2 separate regions of the Gossypium hirsutum genome follow, and region 2 is linked to region 1. A link is a contact called in public Hi-C data. All regions are on one chromosome and are shown on one strand. Each heading gives the region's core, a stretch centred on a gene start, on an enhancer-like site or on the middle of the called end of the contact. The rest is flanking DNA. Distances are from core to core; before and after follow the strand shown. Region 1 holds the start of LOC107932534 (putative glycosyltransferase 7). Region 2 holds the start of LOC107932601 (growth-regulating factor 1).

Evidence for each region. Hi-C and Micro-C count contacts between places; a contact is called where the count stands out from the background.
Region 2: a Hi-C map of leaf shows a contact between it and region 1, with 1.8 times the contacts expected there. The contact joins the promoter of LOC107932601 here to the promoter of LOC107932534 in region 1. A contact is called at or near these places in 2 of 34 Hi-C or Micro-C datasets (both in leaf).

Annotation. Positions count from the first base shown.
Region 1 is chrD03:3,069,352-3,074,078 of Gossypium_hirsutum_v2.1, reverse strand. It overlaps LOC107932534 (putative glycosyltransferase 7), which reads right to left and starts at 2,881. Exons shown (of 2, transcript XM_016864575.2): 1 at 1,346-2,881; 2 at 125-526. The coding sequence starts at 2,713. The coding sequence ends at 1,361.
Region 2 is chrD03:3,277,404-3,282,130 of Gossypium_hirsutum_v2.1, reverse strand. LOC107932601 (growth-regulating factor 1) reads left to right here and starts at 2,824. Exons shown (of 4, transcript XM_016864659.2): 1 at 2,824-3,512; 2 at 3,811-4,014; 3 at 4,202-4,535. The coding sequence starts at 3,131.

The DNA.
Region 1 (4,727 bases), core at 1,632-4,131:
TTAGTTTTCACATTATGTTAAATTATCCATGTGGACTTAATGATTTGGAAAAATAAATTCATACTTGTTAAGTTTTCATTGGTTGGTTTAACAATTCATTAACGGTGTTTATAACAACGAGAAATACCATAATAAAACACATATCTATTGGACATTTTATGAAAATACAAGTGCCATAATAAAACACATTGATGGTTCAGGTACCACATTAGACATTTCTAAAGTACATGTATCACATTAAACATTTTATGAAAGTACAGATACCAAATATGATATTATTCCTAAAACTTCCGTACCACTTTTCTATAAATCCCATCACCATATCAACATTTACACCCAAAATCCAAAATTATGAAACAAAGTCGTAAAGTTATGATGCCAAATGGACTAACTTATGTCGGATGTTGTGTCTCAAATTCAACTATAACTGTTGTAACACTAGTTCGTGAAGTATCAGAGTCCGAATCGATTGCAGTTGTTCGTAAGAGAAACTCGAAAAGATAAGCAGAGGCATGGCTACGATTCACTGTTTAACAAAAAAAAATATATCATCAATTTCGACACATATTCGGGTATAAATATAATCTTCAATATACGTATATACATACTTGTATCTAACATCTCGAGTACATATGGCACTACGGTTGCTTGTTCAGTAAGTTAAAAACAAGGCATCTTCCATGCAAAATGTATGAAAGGGCATACAAAAACACAAAACTTCCAACATCAAACTAAAATCATTAATCAATATGAAAATTTCATGAATTTCCCATTTTAAGAAGATAATAAACTTGAATTTAACAAAATAATTTTAGTTGTATCAACGGTTGGACTTGCATATAAACCAAACAGAATATAGAGGGACTAAATTTGAAATATGTAAAAAAGTATAAGGACCTAAATCATATTTTAACCACGATAATAAAACCCACCAATATATGAACTCCCCAGATAGGTAACATAAAAATTCTACCTAATTCAAAAGAATTTCTTAATAGGTTCCTACCAAACCAAACCTTAGAACTAGTTGACAAATGATTCCATTCATTTGCCAAAGGGAACAAGAGAATTTTGTTAGTTTCTTGCATGCTTGCAAAAAAGCCCCCATAAATTTAGTCAAAAAGTACCACTCAAAAACACCCTTTAATCCCCCCTAAACCCCCCACTAAAGTCCCCGACCTACCCCAAAACACCAACATCATTGCTCCATCATAAAAGTAAAACAAATATAATTAATCCTTCAATCATGCATTACTTCAAACACTTTCAAAGCAAGATAATGAAAAGCAAACACTAAATCACATGCATTGTTAAAACTTTCTTAAATTTCAATAAGAACCCATACCTTTTATGCTTTTTTTCACCATGGTCCTTCATCAGCAGGGTAATCAAAAGGAACTTCACTAACAATGGAGGAATCTAGTAAATCAGGGTGTATGAACCCATACTTCCTCAAAACCTGATTATCAGCAAAGTTCAAAGCTTTAACCATCCCATTCCAACATGATTCACCATCATACATCTTATTATGATCACCATTACAAGGTTGACACCCTGTAAAATGTGTGATCAATGGTCTCCTCCAACTCCCTTTACCATTTCCAGCACTTTTCAAGTACTCTTCTCTAAACGCGCCGTATTGTTCACTAACTTTCTCTGCATGTCGCCTTCTTAACTCCGCCGTCCCTCTCTCGATCGCTAAGTACATCTCCGTTGTGTTTTCGTACCTTCCAAAGATCTCAACCCAATATCCTTCAAAATAAAACTCACCTTCTAGATATATATGATCATAATATTTCTCTTTGTGTTTATATAACAAGTAAATCAAAGCCGTTTGATCATCTGACTCAGGGAAAAGCTTGTCTTTGAACGTTGATCGCTGAATTTCACCCCATTTTTTGTAATCTTTGCTAATTGGTCCCATATTAGACCATGTTTCAATCAAATCCATTGACCATTGACAGTTTCTTATCAAAAAAACCCCAGCATTCAAACTGGTCCAACTCTTTTTATCGTAAATCAACTCAGGCCAACCATGGACGACCAAGTTATGGTTTTTATACCTTTGTAAAGGTAACTTAAACTCCATGTCTGTAAACAACGCGTCCGAGTCAACCCACCAGATCCACTCAGCTTCAGGGTGAGTCAACATGGCTGCTTTAACGACTGGTAATTTCGCCCAATAAGACCCCATTTTCGGGTGTAATAACAAGTTGTTGTAAAAAATATCGTATCCATGGATTCTACAGTAATCTACTTTGTTTTTAAAGGAACGTAATAGTAAATGGTCGCCGATGGGGTTCTTACATGGTTTCGGTTGTGACCCAGTTACGACGACGATTCTTTCACTTGCGCCGGCGGCGAACGATGGGTGATGGTTTAGCCATTGTTTCCGTTTTTCGTCCCAGTTTTTCACCGGCTTTTCAATGGAGTAACTCAGCTCTGGGTCGTCGTAAAAGGTCAGGCCTTTCGGGTCGGATTTTAAGTTAACTCCGAACCCACTTTCCTTACAGCTGACCGCAGACGACGGGTCGGTAATGGCGGAGCTGAAGTTGAGGGTCGGTGTGAAAAACGACCAAAATGAACATACTAATAAGATAGCTAAAAAGACACCGCCGCAGTAAAGGAAACTATCGGACAGACACCAAAACGACCGGTTTCGAGGTTTCGCCATTGGAGAAAACTGCGAAAGAGAAAACTCAGGAGACACCATTTTCTTTTGTTGTTTAAAAATAAGGTTTTTTTTTTAATGTTTGGTAATTAAGGAAATGAGTTTCTAAGGTTGTTTAACAGAGAAGAAAGACATGGAAAATTAAAAACAAAAAGACAAAATTTGGGATGTCCAAATTTGATTGTGGGATTAAAGAAGACGAAAGAGTGGACTGACATCGTTTTTAGTGTTTTTAGCTTTAGGCTCAGTTCTCACTGTTCTGTTTTTGGGTAAACTCCGTGTAAGAAATTCAAAAAATTAAAAAATAGTCACTAAATTATTTAAAAGTTTTCATTTAAGTCATTAAGCTTTTAAAATCGTTATTGTAAGACTTTCTCTGTTTACATTACCAACACGAGTCAAAAACTCTCCTTCCCCTTCTCTTCTACAATTTAACTTTTTTTTAAATAGCTTTGAATGTTACAAATTTACGAACTAAAATTTAAAAAAATTTCTTATCTGATCTTTGAGATATTGACTATCAGATCTACTTAAATTTAAGGTATATTCTTCTACTCGTTGATGGGTATTAATCCACCATCAAATTGTCTCTTAGAGCTTATTATCCAGATTTTGAAAAAAAAAACCTTAACAGTCCAATAACTTAAATAAAAATGTTTGAATAGCTCAGTGACTTAAATGAAGACTTTCAAATAATTCAATGACAATTTTATAATTTTTTGAAGTTAAATGACCAAAACTTAAACTTACTAATAGTTTAATGGCCTTGTGTATAGTTTACTCTTTATTTTTTTTATATATTATACTAAAATTTGAGATTTAATCAACATATTAAGAAACTAATTCGTAATTAAACATTTATAATATTTATTAATATATCAAAAATGGTAAGACCCATATTTGGTACTATCAAAGAGATTTTGTAAAAAATATATATATTTTATTAATAAATATGTAAATTTATTATCAATTTAATATGATTGGATGGTTTTCAAGTAATGATAAAATTTTAGCATCATCGCTTTTGCTACAAAGATACATATTTTTGTCATTTTGGACTCACTAGTAATAATCTAAAAGTAAATGAGTCAAATTATATCAAATTAAAATAAGGAGATTAAATTATTAGTTTTATCATAGGAGGGGGACTAGAACTTGAATTAGACCTTTGTTTTAAAAGTGAAATAGGCGTCTCTTTTTTCGGTGCGCCGGGATGCTAAAATACGCTGGCTTGAAAAAAAAAGGAGATTTAAAGAGTTAAGAGGAGCGTGAACTGCGGTTGGAGAAGACGTGAGAGGTTGACACGTGTAATTATTGCCGACAGCTTTGGACTAAACATGGAATCTACGTTGGAGTTTTTCATTTGGGTCGTTAACCTTCCCGTTATTTCCGTTTAAATTGTCTGTTTAATTTTTCTTAATTATTGCAATTCAAAGACCAAAATAAAAAGATTATTATTTTGATATTTTTATTTCTTATTTGATATTTATTTTTAAAATATTAATTAAATATTTTTATCAAATTTTTAAATTCACTTGTTCTCACATAAGGATAGACCACCTTATAGGCATATTGATACTCAAAATTAATCATTATCAGGTAATTTTTTTTATCTGCATATTGATGGGACGAGGAATGTGAATGCATGGTTAGCTTCTGCTGGTGTTGTGGTGTAAGACCAGTCCAAGGAATAGACTGATGGGTTTAACCATGATTTGGAAGATTGTTCAATTTTTTATATTGAGTTGAAGGGCATATAAGATGATTTACTTTTGTTACAAAAAACAGGATATGATAAGGTTTTGATTCAAACAAATTGTTTTAATGTGGTTAAAGCTATCTAAGAAGGTTACTCTGTATCCTCAAATTCAACTTTGTTTCGACAAATTCAGCAAGCACTACAAAGTAAAAATTATTGGGTGATAAGGCATGTGCCTAAAAAGTTGCTGATCTTATAGCCAAAATGTCTTCTGCTAAGAAGGAGGGTATGCAAGTAGTTGAATATGTGCCGAGAGAGTTAATTAACATTTTTGGACAAGATAAAGTTTTGGGGTTT
Region 2 (4,727 bases), core at 1,575-4,074, 210 kb before region 1:
GAGGTGAGAATAAAAAATGACTATTAAGGACATGAGATTAGAATTGATATAAAATAGAAGTTTTTTAAATTATTTTACTTTTTTAAAAATTATTAAAATATGTGAATTTATAAATTCATTTAATAAAAAATTAAAATGTATCTTCCAATATTTTAATAAATTATATAATTAAATTAAATTATTTATTAGATAAAATGATAATTATTTTTAATTTTTTTAATACTTGTTATTGGAGACTTTTAGTTTGAAGATATTAAGACAATTGCATGTGCGTAAAAGTGCAAATGTTTTAAGTTGAAACCTCAAGTCAAAATTTTGGATGCTATTAACAAAGCTCCTATTTTGGTTTTTAGGAATCCAAAGCTCAGTTGCTGTTAACAACAATGCATCAGATGATGCAGATGAGGGTAGGAGAAAGGGATTTTTTTCTTTCAACCTTGTCATGCAATTTTTTTCTTTCATCTCTAATTTATTTCTCTTTGTTGGTTTTAAGTAGATAGGTTAACTCTCCATCTTTCTCTCTCAATTTCCCCCATTTTTCTCACTGCTTTATTAGTGATGTTTTTTTGTTCTTTGGCAGAAAATAAGTTGCCACAGCCTAGCAGCATGGGAAACAAAGCCCTTACTGTCAAAAGGTAAGTTTAGTTCTATGGATAATGATGAGATTGAGAGTTCACAGAACCTGTCTAAGCAACCCAATCTTGTTTCATATCTAAAAACCAAGCTCAATGCTCAAATTCAAGTCTTATTCAGCCAAAGATCCTAACTTTCAAGCTAAAAACGATGAAATAAAATCAAGTAGAACTCAGCAAATCACAAGAGCCCAATCAATACAATAGATAATTGAACAACTCCAGCTGTTGGCTGTGTTTTTGTCTGCAAGAAAACTGTTTGCAAGAAAACTGGATAAAATTGTAAAATAATAAATGAAAATATGGGCATTTTTGTCTGCAAAAAATCTATTTTGCTGGCTGTGTTTAAGCTGGAGGTTTTACCTCCAGTTGGAAATGAGGCTGCCAGTGAGATTGAATTCTTCAGTTGCACCTCACCGTTGTTTCTCCAAACGTCATCACAGTGCAGGGAAAAAGAATATTCCCTCAAAATCCCATCTCACCATGGCTGCATTGGCATCCAAAGGAAGCCTCAGTTGAAAAGAGAATAAATTTATACTCATACTTAATATTTATATTGAATAAAATAATTAATATTTTATTATTATTTGTTTTGGTAAGAGGTAGTTGGCTAGTGGAGTTAGGGATTGTCCCACTAACCAACGTTAACCCTAGATTTAAGCATACAAATTTCGTCTCCCCGTTTGATTTAGGTGTTTGGATTTGTATATTTTAAAGATGGTGGTAACAATAAGATTAATTATTATAACTGTGAGTTAAATAATTTTACTGCATTATAGAAAAAGCTCATCTAAATAAGTCCATAGTTGATATTTCTTTATTATTACATTGAGTAGGTTAAATTTTATTGGTAGTTTTTTATCATACAAAAGTTGTCAAGTTAATCATTCTACTCTAATTTAATCTTTTTCTTTTTCTTTTTTACTTTTTGAATTTTGAAAATTTAGTACTAATCTAAACGGTAGTTACTAAATTCCTTAAAATAAATTATAGATTTAAGAATATATATATAACAAAAGTAAAAAGCCTAATTTAATTATTTTTTTTAAAAAAATTCACATGTATCATTAAAATTACAAATAACTAAATCATAATAATTAAAAAAAACAGATGCATAATGGATTTAAGTCGTAATTAAAAAAATTAATTTCACAATATGTCCTCAAATTAAGATTTAAAATTTAAATTGGTTCTTAAATTTAAAATCTTTTAATTGAATTTTAAAGTATCAATCAAGTCTTTCAATAAGCTTAGTCATTAGGGACGGATCCAAAATTCTACTCTAAAGAGGGTGAAATTTCTAAATCTGAACCACCTTTTTTTAACATAAAAAAGTGTCAATTTTTTTCAGATATTTTTTTTCTTATCAAACAAATCAATTTAATATTTTTTAAAAAGTATGAAAGATTTAACTATAAAAAATTAAAAGAAAAAAATCACGCAGTATAAAATTAAATATTTCTTTCCAATATGCAAAAAAGAATAACTAATACTATGCTAAAAATTTCATAAATATCATTATAATTCCAAAAATTAAATTAAAAAGAACTTGGCCTTAGTCCTATTTCTCAATACTAAGCATCCTAAATTGTACATTCCATTTTTCATAAGATCGAACTCATCAATGTTAGAATCTGTTGAAAAATCTCTAGCTATCTCTTTTTCGATGTATGCCAATAAGTAAGTTAAAAGAAAATCATTCTTCATTCTATATATGTATGGGTATGGGCTAAATTAATTAATTTTAAAATTTGACTTTAAAATCATATTGGGCCTCTAAGTTTCAAATTATGTTTTTATTATTATCTTTTTCTTTTCAAGTAATATTTGATTTAATTATCATGTGTTTTAGTCTAAACTGGATTGAAATGTGTGAAAAGCTTTTATTTATATACTTTTATTAAGGTTAATCTTGAAAGGTTTAACCATTATGCAATGAACTAAACTCAACAAAAATATGGGTTATAGTGTTAAATCATATTACACTCTTATATTATTGAGAAGAAAAACCAAATATCTCAAAAAAAAACTAATATAAAAAATAAACTCGAAAAGAAGGAAGAGCTCTTAGAACAAGGAGAATTTTGTAACTTTGACCTTTCCTTGAAAGCAACGGATGCTTTTTTTTTTTTCACTTTAAAAGAAAAACCATGGATAAATATGTGCTAACATGTCTGGGATATATTGGCGTAGTGTGGTACTATATTATACCCTTGTTTGCTCCCTTTTTTTTATATAGTTTTTGCTCATAGTCTCTAAAATTGTGATACTTCCATTACAAAGATGAACCCCCCCCCCCCAAAAAAAATCTGATCTGAAACAGTGAAAGAAAAAACCCAAAACATAACACCTTTGTCCTTTTAAAGATGCTCCTCTCTTTCTCTGTCTTCAAACACTTGTTTTTATCCAAAGCTTCAACTTTCAACCCTTCCATGTCATCATCATCATCAACAACAACTCATGCTTTTTAGAGCCCTGTTTTTGTTTATTGGTTCTATATGGATTTTGGGGTTCTGGGTTTGGATGGTATTGTGGGTCCTAATAATGGAGCTCCATCTCCATCTCCATCTCCATCTCCATCTCCATCTCCACCAGTTGAGTCCAAGCCTAAGCTTTTCGGATCCGGGTTTACCAAGCAAGAAAGATCCTCTGATTCAGCTGAAGAAGAAGATCACTGGAAAAGTTGTAAGGTACCGAAGACAATGCCATTGCACCAAGGCATTCCTTTGTTGAGATCTAATGAAACTCCCCAACAACAACAAGATCATATGATTAGCTTCTCTTCACTCAAATCTGAACTTCCTTTTATCAGAAAAGATGGTAACTTTATGGAGAAAACTACACAAAGCAACGACTTCTCTATGTATACTAGAAATGCAGGTAATGTGTTTGAAAGTTTATGTTTTTTATTTTTTAGGTAAAAGAAAAAAAATTGGTACTTGGTGATATGATTTTGTTCATTAAAATGGGGTTTGTTTAAAGGGTTTAAGCATATTTGTTTCAATGTGATTGTGAAGGTCTTTTCATAGGCACTTACTTTATTCTTAATCCCAACATTTCTTGCTATTGGGTTCATTGACATTATTAAAATAGTTGGCAAAATAAGGACAATGGACATATGTAGCAAACAGTAAATGTTGCAGACAAGTGATTATAACCCTTAAATGTTTTGTTTCAGGATATGGTAGTGGAAACCTTAATGCAACCATGCATGGGGTTTTAACTCCATCTCAATGGATTGAGCTACAACACCAGGCATTGATCTACAAATACATCATGTCTAATGTGCCTGTACCTTCTAATTTGCTCACTCCTTTGAAGAAATCCCTTTACCCCTATGGCTTCACCAGTTCATCTGTTGGATCCTTGCCTTATAATTCATGTAAAGTTCTTATCTTGTTTGGTGCATAAACGAACAGTTTTGTGCAGAGTGATCTGTTTATGTTTTGTAGAAAGTTTTATCCAAAGCTATAGGTATCACAAATGAAAAAAAAAGGTGATTTTTAGCTATAAAGTAATTTTTTGCTTGCTTTGTCTTCATCATTGATCATTGTGTGGCTTTTATGTAGTGGGATGGGGTTCTTTCCATCTGCGGTATACTGGCAGCACCGATCCTGAGCCAGGGAGGTGTCGTCGAACGGATGGAAAGAAATGGCGTTGCTCCCGGGATGCCGTTGCTGATCAAAAGTATTGTGAAAGGCATATAAACAGGGGCCGCCATCGTTCAAGAAAGCCTGTGGAAGGCCAGACCGGCCACACTGCCACTAATTCAAAGGTGGAGTCGATGTCTTCCTCTATGTTGGCATCGGCAAAAACCAGTGGTGGTGCAGCCAATAGTCTCGCAATTGCACTGCAGCACCGGTCTGGTGCTGCTGATCCTTCTTCAGACACCCTTGTGAACAGGTAAAAAACTTGCTTTATGCTTTTGAGGTTGCTTTACTTGCTTACATTGATATTAATAATGATTATGCTTTAACTGTTTGTATACATATATTTTTCTGTTCCTTTCTCTTTACTTTAAAGTAGGACCCTATTGTGCCATCTTTACTTTTGGTGACATTGGCCACACTTGTAGTTGGGACTTAGGATTCTCCT